Linked DNA regions of Sus scrofa: region 1 is linked to region 2. A link is a contact called in public Hi-C data. All regions are on one chromosome and are shown on one strand. Each heading gives the region's core, a stretch centred on a gene start, on an enhancer-like site or on the middle of the called end of the contact. The rest is flanking DNA. Distances are from core to core; before and after follow the strand shown. Region 1 holds the start of ZFYVE1 (zinc finger FYVE domain-containing protein 1). Region 2 holds the start of DCAF4 (DDB1- and CUL4-associated factor 4).

Region 1 (2,700 bases), core at 27-2,526, 92 kb before region 2:
CAGGCTAGGGGTCGAATTGAAGCTATACCTGCCAGCCTATACCACAACCGCAGCAACAGAGGATCCAGGCCTCATTTGTGACCTACACCACAGCTCAGGGCAACACCATATCAATTCGTTACCACTGAGCCATAATGGGAACTCCATGGCTTTTTCATTACTATGTATATTTGGGTTTTTTGACTGCCCCTCCCCCCACCCAATGTGGTAGTTCCTGGGCCAGGGGTCCAACTTGCCCCACAGCAGGTGGCAATGATCCCTCCTTAACTGGATAGGCCACCAGGGAACCCCTAGATTTGGTTTCATTACTTTCTAACTATGTCCATTGAATCATAAGGTAAAAAACTATCTCACTTTAAGTCAGGAGATTGGTTCTTGACTCAGCTAGAGAAGTCACTCAACCTTCCTTTTCTCTCCCTGTTTAACAACTATCATGATACAAACATAGAACATTAGAATTTGCAGGGACCTGAGAAATTACACAATACAATCCTTTTGTTTCATGGAGAGTTGTGTGATTTATACCAAGAGCTTTCTAGAACAAGCACCCAGTCAGTTTCTCAGACCAGTGCTCTTGATATCAGGCTTTCTTTCAGTGTTGTTGTAAGAAACAAAATTAAAAAACAAAGAGTGAAAGCACTGAACAAACATAAGGCCATTTACAAGAAGAGAGATAACAGTGTTAACCATTAGCCTGTATTGTAACCTGAAAGCTTACCTGAATAAATGTACCTCTCTAACTAAAAGACCATTTAAAACTCGGGAGTTTTTAAAATATGTAAGGAAAGGTCAGAAAAATAAAGTAATGGTTGGTTTTCATGAAGAGAAAACAAAACTCCTCCAAAAGTACTTATATTCTCTTAAAATTCTTTCTGGCCTCTTAGTTTGTGCAAGGTGAAATTGGGTAACTGGAGACGGCCTGTCTTTCCATATTTCTTAAAGAATGGTGTGCAATAAGGGTTACCTGAAATCGAATTATTTGCCTCGCCTATGCTACATATTATATCAGTTCTCTAATTTAACGCCACTCCTTCCCAAAACAACTTGCGGAAACCTGCGGAAACCACACTCGTTGCAAAAACTCCAAGTCCCGACATGCTCCGAGGCGTGTCCCTATCGCCTCCTCACAAGAATGTCTTCTTCTGTACTGGGAATTGTAGTTATTCTTGGGCTTCTCTTCCGGGATGTTGGGGAAAGACGCACTTCAGAAGAACTACATTTCCCAGAAAGCTGTGCGCGCCCTTCTCCGCCCTCTCCGTTGTCAAGCTCCAGCCCTCCCGCTCCTCCCTCAGTGGGTTGCACTGCTCACGCCTTCCTGTTAGTCCGAGCTGGGAGAAGTTCACTTCGATCAGCTGATCCTAACTGACAACGGGAGAGGAGGAAGCCCGGGAGGCAGCGAAGGAGGAGGGGGGCGGAGATGGAGATGAGGATGGATCCACCGGTGCCCTGAGGAACAGCCCCCGCCTCCACCGGCACCCCGCGGTCCTCCGACGCAGTCTTGCCGCAGCAGAGCTGCTCCGTGGTGGGGTCCCCGGGCCGCCGCGGGCGGGGAGGGAAGGGCACGGCCCTGCGCCTGGAGAGCGATATCCCTGGAGCTCCTGCTGCCCCGGGGTGGAAGGGGGGGCGGGTGCGGCTGGGGTGGGGGTGGGGTGGTATAAACAATGGATTCAGTTCTGGTCTCTGCCAGCGTTGGGGGGGGATTTTGGGGGACCTTCTTTGTTCTTAGACCCTGCTTCTGCCCCTCGGGTAGCGGTGGTGGTGCCCGGGAGGAAGCAAGGGTGAGGAATCCCTGGCTGGAGAGAGGCGTCGAGGTGGGAGCCCGAGTGGGCAGATTGTTTGCTTAGGTCTGGTGGGCGGTGAGGTATCCTTTTGAAGGTTGGTTTTATATTTTTTTCAATTCTGGCAGATTTTGATTTTTGGTTCCTCTGTGAGAGCTGGTTAGGCACGTCTGTGGAGTGTAAATAAGGTCTCCTAGTCACTCCCTTCGCCTTCCTTATTTATCTAAAAATAAGATTGATAGATTGATTACTGTTTGGAGGAATGAATACCTGCAAGGAGGGCTTTGCCAGCATTAGAATGGGTGTCAAGGCGAAGAGGAGTTAGGAATATAAAATTTGTAGAAGTGACAAAAGCCCCTTTCTTGCCCCAGTTTTCTTTCTTTCTTTCTTTTTTTTTTTTTAAGTTATTTTTAAGTTGGGTTTTGAGTGACAAAGAGAAAAATTATTTGTTTTGACTCATTCAGGCCTGGTTTTGTGGTGGTGCATAGTGGAGGAATTCTGTTTCCTGTTGCTCACCTTTTTTGCAGTTAGAGAAAAGGACAAAAGGAAGTACAGTTGTTTTTAATTGTTTTTAAACATGGAATGGTGACTTGTGTTTCTAGTGTAGAGTCCTTAATAGGCATCTGTTGAGAGCTGAAACAGTCCAGTTGCAAGGGTAATTGGATCTGCCCAGGACTTTGATGGAGCTGAAGTTTATTCTTGTTTAACTTTTTACAGCCATCTTTCTCCACCTCTCCCAGTTGTGGGGTGCAGAGGGCTGTCCCTCCAAGGACTATTTTGTTTAGTGCTTTTGATGAATAGAGAATTTCAGTCTGGGAAATTAAGCAGCAAAATCTCTTAGATGCCTTGAGCCTAGAGGTAGTTGTTGTTTTCAAAAGGAGGAGCCTTAACCATGATTTTGAGAAGACATTTCTAGGATAAG
Region 2 (2,737 bases), core at 86-2,585:
TGGCACATGTGAATTATATCTCAAAAACAAAACCGATTTTTACTACAGCAGTTCTGTAATATTTCTAAGTGAGAAACATCCTAAATATCTAGCAGCAGATGAATTAAGACACTACTGGACTGTAGCGTGGAAAATGCCAACGCCACTGATTTGGAAAACCCAACATAAAACGGCCCCTTACAGGGGGCTTGCTAGGCCCACCCTGAGTTGATACTTCTAAACTCTACCTTACAAGTGAGGATTGGAGGACTAGGCACCGGACCCAGAAAGACATAGTATTTGATGGGAAAGGAATTCCACCCCTGCTGGTCTGGCCTCGGGGCTTCATCACCCACACATACCACCTCAACTACAATTTCCAGCTACTTAAAACTAGAGTTTGGGGCTTTGGAATTTTGATTCCTCCTATTAGTTGTCATCTCCATTTTTTTTCCTTCTTGCTGTCTGATGCACAGGACAAAGGGCTAGGGACGGTCCCATGCCTGTCCAGGGGAAGGGGGTGTCATGTTTTCTGAGGTCAACTGGAGGCTTCCCAGACACCGCGAACGCCAAAATGGAAGGGGAGACTTGATCACCAGCGCGGCTCGGTGCGGAGGTGAAATCGGGAAGCTTGGGTTCATCCGGCGGCTCCACCGCTCATTAGTTCGTGAGTTACCTCGGATAAGTGACAACCTCTCTAGGGCTCTTTAGTCTAAGGTACTTCCACCCACCTCACAGAGCTGGTGTATAGAAAGCTTAGTGCTTGTAAAGCGGTCAGCAGAGCCCAGCACTCAGGCGCCCATGTTCGCTGCTATACTGACCTGCCTGAAAAAGTTCTCAACCTGAACTTTCAGGTAAACCGCCAACAAGCGCCCGCAGCCCAGCCACTGACAGGTTGTTGGGTGGCACGTTGACTTCAGGATTTAGAAAAACGCTCCTTCACGTCAGACTCCAGCGGCGACACTCAGAGTTCCCCTCCCACAAGGCAAGCGAGCTCCACGCGCGCACCAATCCCACCCGGCGGGAGCTCGCCGGCCCAGCCCCCCACCCACGCCACGGTCAGGCCGGCGTTCCACGTGCTCTGCTCCTCCCCGCCCCTTTCTCGGGCCTTCCCCCCACGCCCTATCCCTCCCGAATTCTGTCGCGGGAGCAGCAGCTGGCCCCGGACCAACGCCAACGATCACTCCAGTCAGCTCAGACTTACTTGATCAGAGGGTCCCTTCCGGCTCTCCCTCGGGCCCAGGATCAGCAGAAGTGGGGACTAAGCGTGCAAGGACCCGGAAAGACCGAGGCGTAGCGTCCGCCAGTTAGTTGCGTCGGTTTTCATGTTGTCGCAGCGGATAGGGCCTTGGCGGCCGCCCCTTCCTTCTCATTGGACACGTCTTCTGACTGTCTATGGCAATAGGATGGATCTCAGGGAGGGGGCGGGGATTGAGGCCTCGGCTCCGCCCCAGACCTGGCTGGGAAGCTGAGAATCGGCGGCAGGCGTGACTGGGCTCGGCGCTTTTGGGGCGGGGCCATGCACGTTTGGGGCGGGACCTCGCGCGTTTGGGGCGGGGCCGGGCGTGCTTTGGGGCCGGGTCCGACCCGCGGGCGCGGGAGCCTTGAGTTCAAACCTAGGGCGCTCTGAGGCTGCCTCTTCCGAAGCGGTGGGTACCTCGCCCAGCACCGGGTATTTTCTCTGTCCAAGCCGGTTGATCCAGCTCAGGAAAGTCCTCTTGCCGCTCTGGACCACTGTCTATAAACCTGAGACTTAGGGAGGAGGAAGGATTTTGGAGAGGGCGAAGGAGGCTCTGAGGTGAGTGAGAGAAAAAGGAACAGGTGTTGACGTGTGTGTTCATGACCTCTGGTCGCTGAGGCTGCTGACCCTTGATCTGCGTGGCTTCAAGGTGCAGAGGAGCGTGCCCTGAATTTCAGTCAGGAGATCTTGGTTCTGGGTCTAGTTCTGTTTCCTTCTTGCTGTGACCTAGGGCGAGTCTTTTCCCTTTCTGGGCCTTGATTTCTTCTGTTGAAACAAGGAAAGTCGATCAAACGTTGTGATATTCTCTCTAGCGCAGTTTGTTCATACGACGAATATTTCCAGAAGGGTCTCTGCGTGTGCTCGTTCTCGGAATCGCTGACAGCGGTCAGATCCGAAAGGAAAATGGAAGCCTGTGGTGGGCATTTGACGGGAAGTGACAGTTTTGTGAGGAAAGCTGCGTTCAAATGGGCCAGGCTTGGTTGTCGCCAGGAGCCGGCCTGGCACACCTTGTGCCCTGTTAACCCAGGCCCCTGTGAGTGGCGGGATCCATCAGAAAATAGGTTGTGGGGTTTATCAGTTGTACCCATGTGTGAAAGCATTTCATTCAATAACAAGGAAGGTAGAATGTCGCCTCTCAAGAATTTTATATAAAAAAGGGTGTGGAATGGGAAGAGATGATGAGAAGCCAGGACAGCCAGAATAAAGGACAGTTTCATGAAGCTTGAGCTGCCTGGAAGAGAAAGCAGAGAAATTCTAAGCTAAACAAGCTGACTGGACGCTTGTTGAAGGAATAGTGAGGCGTTCGTTTTGACTGCACCGGAGGGGAGTCTTGGAAGCAAAACAGGCAGAAAAGTTGGGTCAAATGTCAAGGGTAAGGAGCTCGCAGAGGGGAGCCTCTGAAGGTTTGAGAGTTGGGGAGTGATAAGACTAGAGCTTTGCTTTGTGGCAATCACCTGGGCAGCTCTGGAGAAGACTCTGGAAAGATTGGGGAAGTCAGCTGAGCCTTCTTAGAAGCAT

The links. Hi-C and Micro-C count contacts between places; a contact is called where the count stands out from the background.
Region 1: a Hi-C map of skeletal muscle shows a contact between it and region 2, with 9 times the contacts expected there. The contact joins the promoter of ZFYVE1 here to the promoter of DCAF4 in region 2. A contact is called at or near these places in 1 of 5 promoter capture datasets (fetal skeletal muscle) and 4 of 47 Hi-C or Micro-C datasets (heart right ventricle, liver and skeletal muscle).

The regions. Positions count from the first base shown.
Region 1 is chr7:96,378,862-96,381,561 of Sscrofa11.1, reverse strand. ZFYVE1 (zinc finger FYVE domain-containing protein 1) reads left to right here and starts at 1,276. Exons shown (of 12, transcript XM_001926161.6): 1 at 1,276-1,522.
Region 2 is chr7:96,287,358-96,290,094 of Sscrofa11.1, reverse strand. DCAF4 (DDB1- and CUL4-associated factor 4) reads right to left here and starts at 1,335. Exons shown (of 14, transcript XM_001928868.4): 1 at 1,184-1,335.